2 separate regions of the Sus scrofa genome follow, and region 1 is linked to region 2. The links are chromatin contacts, called in public Hi-C maps. All regions are on one chromosome and are shown on one strand. The core of a region is the stretch at or near the end of the contact, and the rest is flanking DNA. Distances in the headings are between cores, read along the strand shown.

What was found. Hi-C and Micro-C count contacts between places; a contact is called where the count stands out from the background.
Region 1: a Hi-C map of retroperitoneal adipose tissue shows a contact between it and region 2, with 2.9 times the contacts expected there. A contact is called at or near these places in 3 of 47 Hi-C or Micro-C datasets (heart right ventricle, mesenteric adipose tissue and retroperitoneal adipose tissue) and 1 of 2 datasets of targeted methods (skeletal muscle).

The regions. Positions count from the first base shown.
Region 1 is chr5:88,660,961-88,664,930 of Sscrofa11.1, reverse strand. The region is part of intron 1 of TMCC3 (transmembrane and coiled-coil domains protein 3); the gene reads right to left. Among named protein-coding and RNA genes, the nearest start is that of CEP83, 110 kb to the left of the region's middle.
Region 2 is chr5:88,504,965-88,509,201 of Sscrofa11.1, reverse strand. All of the region lies in intron 1 of TMCC3 (transmembrane and coiled-coil domains protein 3), which reads right to left. Among named protein-coding and RNA genes, the nearest start is that of TMCC3, 98 kb to the right of the region's middle.

The sequences.
Region 1 (3,970 bases), core at 1,346-3,845, 160 kb before region 2:
GGTTTCCAAAGGAGACAGGTTGAAGGGTGGGGGGATGCACTGAGGGCCTGGGATGGACATGCTTTAAAATTTGGTTGTGATGATTGTTGTACACCTACAAATGTAATAAAATTCATTAAGTAGGAGTCCCCATTGTGGCTCAGTGGTTAACAAATCCGACTAGGAGCCATGAGGTTGCGGGTTTGATCCCTGGCCTGGCTCAGTGGGTTAAGGATCTGGCGTTGCCGTGAGCTATGGTGTGGGTCACAGACGCGGCTCGGATCTGGCGCTACTGTGGCTCTGGCGTAGGCCGGTGGCTGCAGCTCTGATTAGACCCCTAGCCTGGGAACCTCCATATGCCGGGGGAGCGGCTCAAGAAAAGGCAAAAAGACCAAAAAAAAAAAAAAAAAATTTTCATTAAGTAATTCAAAAAAAAAAAGACCTTGGAGGCTCTGCCCAGATAGACCTGACAATTCCAGGTGAAGGTGTTTTCTTTATACTCAGGTTAGAAGTTCCACCTCATTTCAAATGGATTCAACTAAACAGCGATGTCTGAGTATCAACGTGCAACATGATACACAAATAAAAATTAAACATGGACTTTTAAACTTTAATTGATGTATGATTCACATGCAGAGACGTGCACATCCAATAATAATAAAACTAAAATTTTCACAAACTGTGAACCCACTGTAACCAGAAGCCAGTTAAAAAAAACAGACGCTGCCCTCGTGCCCCCTTCAATCACAGCTACAGCACCTGCACCTCTAGAAGGAACCTCGAACCTGACTCGTAACGGCACACGTGAGTTCTGACTAATACATCAGGACTCTTTTTGTCTGTTTTCATTCCACATTGTTTGTGAGAGTGGTAAGAGGGAGCGCTCTTGCCCACTGGAGCTAAGGTCTGATAAAGTCATCAAAACCCAGACAACCTGCTTGACACTCCCTGTTAAGAAGCCCACCACACCTGTGAAGACACAGGTGTCTAAATCACACCTTGCCGGACCCAGCGAGAAGTCATCACCCGCTCCTCTTCCTTTAACCCGCAGCCCCACTGCGGCGGCCACCCGCGGATGCAGGCATGTTTACACGCAGGTGGCTGGCTGACATCTGGCTCACTGGAAAGTCTCAACAACGCCTGGCAGGTCCTCGAGAGCCCAGGTGGAGGAAGGCAACAGCGTTTAAAGCCCAATCAATCTCACTGCTCGTGGGCAAATCTCGGCTAGACACCTCTGATGAGGGGGGGAACGCTGGAACTACTGCTGGGCTGCACGGTCCGGCCTTTTGCAGCCCTAGCTCAACCTGGAGAATTACGAGGCAGCTAACACGCATCCCGAGACACCCATACATTCCCCAACCCAAAGTGAGGGTTCAGGGACACGCTGGGCAGAAAGCGTCCGAGGCCTCCGTCCTCCACTCCACCTGGACTCGGCCTGAGGTCAGCGGTGCAAGGCAGCCGTTTAGGGCTGGGGCCCCCGGAGGAGGACAACGGGCCAGAGATGGCCCGGAGTCAGCCAGCACGCGGCCCGTGTGTTCCAGTGACGACACGGATACTAGCTGCGTGTTCTCAGGTCAGTCTAATCACATCTATGGTCTTTGACTTCGTAACCTATAAAACGAGCAGATGGAACCAGACAACTCAGAGCTAACGCTGCAAAATTCCTTGAAATGCAATGCGAGCTAACTTTACTGTGAGACAGTGTCACAGGACAGTCAAAACCCTGGGCTCTGGAGACAGGGACTGCTTTGGTTTCCGTCTTGGCACCACCCTTTCAAACTGTGTGACTGTGGAAAAATGACTTAGCCTCTCTGTGCTTCAGTTGCCTCCTCCTTGTTAAAGGGGTGATAACAATTCTTTGAAGAGTCATGAGGAATAAATGAGATAATGCATATAAAGTAGTTAAAGACTTCCTGGCACAGAAAATGGTTTCAATCAAGCTTTGCATTTATTATCTTGATTTTATGAAAAATGCACCTGTATGTAAAAACTAAAAGGAAAACGAGCTCTCAAGTGTTAACAATGTGGGGTTATGAGGAGTCATTCTTTTTGTTATGCTTTTGTATTTCCCAAGTAAAAAAACCCCAAGGAACCAGAATGACTATTTTGGCAGAAACGATGCTTTTTTTTAAATGACTGCTAACCCTCTTCAGTTCTCTCCGAATGACTTGTCTGTTATTACCTTACATGAAAAGCAGACCAGGAGCATCCTAGTGAAAAGCCATTCTTAATAATGTTTTCCTTCCGGCAGCAGAAACAGTTCCACCGTCATCTCAACGTTTTGGAACAAGGGCTAAGGAAAACCTTTAAACCCGGGACAGATGTCAAAAACGGACACTGAGTCATCTGTGCCCCAGTCCAGGCCTCCAGCACAACGCCCCTGGGCGCTCACCTCACTCACTGGGATGCGGGGCCCGACGCGGTCCCTCCCAGGGCTGCTGGAACACACCATTCAGGCTTCAGAAAAGGACTGTCCCCTGGGACATTTCATGTGTCCCCCGCCCCCCAGAGCTCCAGAGAGACAGGACAAGAAGGGAAGGGCAGGCAAGGCACCATACACCGCCCAAACCCAGAGAACCGGAAAGGAGGGCGTGGACTCAGGCCGGAGAGCCTGGGGACCTGGGGTCCCGGAGCGGCCAGAAAGTGCCAAGGCAGGGAGATCGGAGCCAGGGCACGGATATCACCTGCCTGCCTGGTCCCGTGGCCAGAGGATGAACTTCTGCTTTACAAAAAGCTGCTAGAATCCGGTCCTCTAAGGGAAGGGTCGGATCCTCCAAACGGGCGGGCCCTGCCGGGCACAGGTGTGGCAGAGCCCACGCGCGGGCGAGCGGGCAGTTTCACGGACAGGCCGCGAAGGAGCTGCAGGCTCGGGATCCAAGGGCCTCCTCACGTTTTGCAGCCTCGGTGCATCATGACTCGTGCTAGCGGAAATCTGCCTCGAGGTGTGGCAGTCCCAATGTGCTGGGCTTTGCTGGGCTCACAATCGATGTCAAAACCCCAGGAGCGGAACAAAGCGGGGGGCTGGGTGTAGTTCGTGCTCATGCTAACCAACCTGCCAACCAGCAAGCAGGCGGAGGGGCCCAGGCTGCGATGGTGCCTCCGCCACCAGGGATGTGCTGGCGGCCGAGGAGGGGCAGGGAACTGGGTGAATCGTTGGCTGCCTCCTAAAGGCGTCCAGCAGGAGAGACACCTGGGCTTCCTGTGCTCATCCCAGCAGCTCTACCTAAGTGCCATCCTGCCACAGGCCCAGGAGGAGAAACACCGTGTGAGTGGCATGGGCCACATCCTACTGGCCAAAAATGCGGAGATAAGTTCTACTACTATGAGCAGAGTACAAATGAGAAAACTAGGCAAAAAGAAGCTAAGCCGATTGCCCAGCAAACAGAAGAGACGAGTCTGAAAGCCAGGCCACCCGCCTCCAGAGGCTGCTTCCCTGACAATCATGACCGAGCACTGCGACTGTGAGTCAGGCGTCACACTACGGAGTCATGTGCATTCAGAGAGTCCTCACAGCAACCCTATTTTACAGGAAAACCAAGCTTATAAAGAACATATATGTTTTTTGAAATCCACAGAAAATAAACAGCTTAACCGGGGCTCAGCTCAATTATACCAAACATGCGTGACCCCGTGAGATGTGCGCGTTCTGCAGGGTCCCGCCCATGGTCATCCCGACGGGTGGGGATGCTCTGGTCTGGCTTAGAACAGCCCCGTCACGACACTCTCCAGTGGGCGGAGCCTGAAATCGTCACCCATGTGACTTCCTACCGCAAGAGACACAGAGATGGAGGCAAAATGATTTTATGAGGATAAAAGCGGCACTGCTTTTATCAGAATCAGGCCCATGTATTTACAATCATAAAGCGAAGGAGACAGAGAGAAAGGGGAGAAGTCAGGAAAGCAGGGAAGATGAGGGGCCTGTGGAGAAGATTCGGGGGCCACCCACGTCAGGGGTTGATATCTGGGCACAGATGGGAGCAGGCACTCAGCA
Region 2 (4,237 bases), core at 1,477-3,976:
TTCACTAACTGGAACTGCCTTTTCTTTTTCCTCAAGTGAACAAAAAGGGAATTTGAATCACAGGAGTCCCAAGGGCAAGTGAGAACACAGAGATTCTTGTGGGGCTCTGGGGCCAAGGGCCGAGCTCTCTGAACGCTGACCCAGTCAGGGATGGACACACAGACGTGCCTGAGACGTGCTCCAGCCCAGGGCCTGGAACACAGCCCGCAAGCATGAAATGAATCAGAACCAAGAGGCTGGAGGCCCAGTGGAATGAGCGCCGGGGCCTCGACCCCATTAGAACGCGTTTTCCAAATGCACCACCTCAACCCAAGAGCTCCTTTCCTTCTTCCACGAACCTTCTAGGTCTCCATCCTCGGTAGATTCATCTTCACGGCATCCAGGCAATTTCACACACGCGCCTCCTGCCGCAGCACACCCACCGCATCCCCGCGTCATGAACGCTCCTGGGAATTATTTTAAACAGCAGCGTGGTTTGTAGGGGTGTCTACAAATCCAAAGATGATTCTCTGCTCTATTCTCTTCCTTTTTTTTTCTGACATCCATCTGGGGTTTTTTGGGGGGGTGTCCAGGAAACTGCTCTTTTGCTTTATCTCCACCCCCTCTTGCCAAGAGGCATCCCCCTGCCTCTAGGAACTGGCACACGCTGCTGTCTCCACACACAATGCCCACGCCCCGCCTGGCCTATTCCTGCCCGTGTCTCAGGGCTCAGATTAAGCGTCATTTATTCTAGGAAGTCTCCCTTGACCCTCTGACGGCCCTAACTTCCAGGAATTCAAGGGGCAAGACACGCGTCACACTCTGTACACGGTGACTGTCTTATGATCTGTCCGGTCACCAGAATGCAAGCCGAAGCCACTCCTCTGAGCCTCAGCAGCGGGGGCTCTTGTCTGCCGGGAGCCTCCCTGTCCTCATCTGCAGGGGGGACCCGCAGTCCCTCCCGTCCAAGAGGATGCAGGAAGGGCACGGGAGGCAGACTCGCGGGTTCAGGGGACAGCACAAAGGGCTCTAAGAATGTTAATAATGTCACTACTGATGATACATCTGCTACCCAGTTCTAAGGGATAGAAAGCAGTCCCATCGTTTTTTCATTTTTTATTTATTTATTTTTTTTTCCTAGGGCCGCTTCCCGCGGCATATGGAGGTTTGCAGGCTAGGGGTCCAATTGGAGCTGTAGCCGCCGGCCTACGCCACAGCCACAACAACTCAGGATCCGAGCCACATCTGAGACCTACACCACAGCTCACGTCAATGCCGGATCCTTAACCCACTGAGCAAGGCCAGGGATCAAACCCGCAACCTCATGGTTCCTAGTCGGATTCGTTAACCACTTCACCCCAACGGGAACTCCAGTTCCATCATTTTAACCTTTTGAGGATCACAGACAAGGAGAGCTAACTTCACGGAATGTTTATGCCCTTTCTCATTGTATCCTCATATAAATGAGTGGGGTAAGATCTAGCATTATTCTTCTTTTCCTGGGGCCACCCTGCTTTATTTTGTTTATTTATTTATTTAGTCTTTTTTTTGGGTCGCACCCATGGCATATGAGGTTCCAGCTAGGGGTGAAATTGGAGCTATACCTGCCAGCCTATGCCAGAGCCGCAGCAATGCCAGATCCGAGCCGAGTCTGCGACCTACACCACAGGTCATAGCAGCACCAGATCCTTAACCCACTGAGGGAGGCCAGGGATCAAACCTGCGTCCTCACGGATGCTAGTCAGATTCGTTTCTGCTGAGCCACGGTGGGAACTCCCAGCCTGCTTCTTTAGCACGTGAGGCTAAGAACCCTCCTCACAAAATGCTCATACCTCTTTTATGAAAACCATTTCCAAAAACACAGTGCATACAATTTCCAGACGTGCACGGATCCCCTGAAGTCCATGTTCTCTGGGCCCCCCCTTCAAGGCCCCGCATGCAGAAAAGTGAATTACACAGCAAAGTTCAAAGACTTATACACCCTGCAGGCCTGGGAGGCTATGAGAGTAAACAGCATCAGCAAGCATTCTCGAGCTGGGAAACAAGTTGCAAATCCTAAAAGCTCAGCAGACGTGGTTGCCTTGGCAAGTCAGGTCACTGCGACGACTGAAGACTCTTGGCCCCGGCGTGAGCGGCGTGAGCGGCGTGAGGACCGCACTCTGATGAATCAGGTGCTGGAAGAAGCTGATGGTCCCAGCTGTCAAACTCCAGCCACCAGCAGCAACAGCCAGACACAAGAGTCTCCGAAGACACTCACTGGTGGATGTGATCCACAGACTGGAAAAGCAACTGCGAAACAGAACAGAAGAGGCTGCAAGGCATCCAAGTGGGAGCAGGAATGAGAGTTTGTCTAACCATCTGGCTTTGGCCTGTCCTAATCTCAGAACGGCTTTGGAAACTGTGAGGCGTCACCGTGGGTGTGAGAAGTGTGTGTGTGTCTCACATTGAGGGAGGGTGAGAGACAGCAGCCCGGTCACCAGGCCTGGTGAAACCCACCCCTCTGCAGAAAGATCCTGCGGACCGTGTCGCAAGCCAAAATAGCAATTAAATTGAGAAAGCAAACTCGTGGGCCAGACTGCATTTTTTTTTTTTTTTTCAGTGTGGCATCATGTGGGCAAAGCCTCCCAGACCACCTGGGAATGGACGGAAACGAGCCAACATGGTTGCCATGGTGAAGGCTCCCGGAACCACGGAACAAAGGCTTAGAGAGTGTGTGGCATCGGGAAAAGCAGCCTGCTGGGGAGTGAGAGGTGCGACGGTCCTTAAGAGACAACAGAGGAGAGAGATCCGCTCAGCAGAGATCAGAGGAACTGGCTGCCCGGGGATCCGCCTGCCCTGAGAACGGTGGTCACACGTGGGACTCACCTGACAGTTAGCAAGGGGACACTCACGGGAAGGGTGGCACGCAGCCCCTGAAGGGCAGGGAGGCAGACCCCCTCCTTGGAAACAAAGCTTATTTTGCTTTTAACAAAGGACAGGTCTCTATCCAGCAGCAGGTGGCGGGTCCACAAGTTCAGCCTCCGCCGGAGCAAAGAGGGAGGAAATTACAGGTCCCCTGTTTCTTATCTGCGATCCTGAAGCCCAGAAAGGCCTGAAAAATGACGGTTTTTCCCTAAGTGTGGGCAAATCATTTGTTAACAAGAATCTGACCCAAAGTGACCTGTACCTCTAGCCTTTGCTTCCTCCATCTAATGTGAATAAATAGGAAGCCGGGCTGCAGTTACACTAATGCGTCTGACTGCAGAGCACAGCCCCGGCCCTGCTGGGCTTTTGATGCAACATAAGACATCAGAAGCAAAGAATTTCCTTAAAATTTTCAGATAAGTAACAATGGATATAAATCTCCTTTTCTGCATATCAGTAAAAATGAGAGAAATGGTTTGACCGTTTGGGATGGGACAAATACATTCCAAAAGATACCTGCAGTATCTTGTTTAGACTCCTGGCAGGAACAAACTCGGGGCAATTTGTGTGTCTTATGTTTCTGGCCCTAGTTTGGAGTTTACCTATGTTGGTTTTTTTGCTTTTTTTTTTTTTTTTTTTTTTTTTGCTTTTTAGGGCTGCACCCACAGCATATGAAGGTTCCCAGGCTAGGGATCAAATTGGAATTACAGCTGCAGGCCTACACCACAGCCACAGCAACACCAGATCTGAGCCACATCTGCGACCTACACCGCGGCCCACGGCAACACCGGATCCTTAACCCACTGAGCAAGGCCAGGGATTGAACCCGCAACCTCATGGTTCCTAGTTGGATTCGTTGCCACTGCGCCATGACGGGAACCCCTGATGTTTAATTCTGATAAACTCCAGCTCTGTACCCATGTAAACCCAGAGCGACACTAGGCTGGCCATGCACGCAGTGAAATCTGGAACCTTTCTACCGTGATGGTGAGAATGGGTAACAAGTTTAGGGGTCGCCGCCGCCTCCTCCTCCTCCTCCTCCTCCTCCTCCGCCCAAAACATGTGAACCAGGCACGTGTTCCCTTCCCTTTCCAGAGTCTATGATGTTGGAAGAGGCGCAGAAGACAGAGTGAAAGATGAGGTGCTTTCCGGAGGATTCAGAGAGCGGTTTCAACGAACAAAGGGACTCCAGGCTTTTCTGATCAGATGATCCAGTTTTCCTGTTCCAGGCCATGGTGGGGCCTGGGGACAAGGAAAGAGGACCCCAAAGGGAGTAAAGAGGGTTTATTAACCAAAAGACTCGGATTCAACGCCACACACTGCCACTTAATAGCTGTGTGACCTTAGAAAGTTT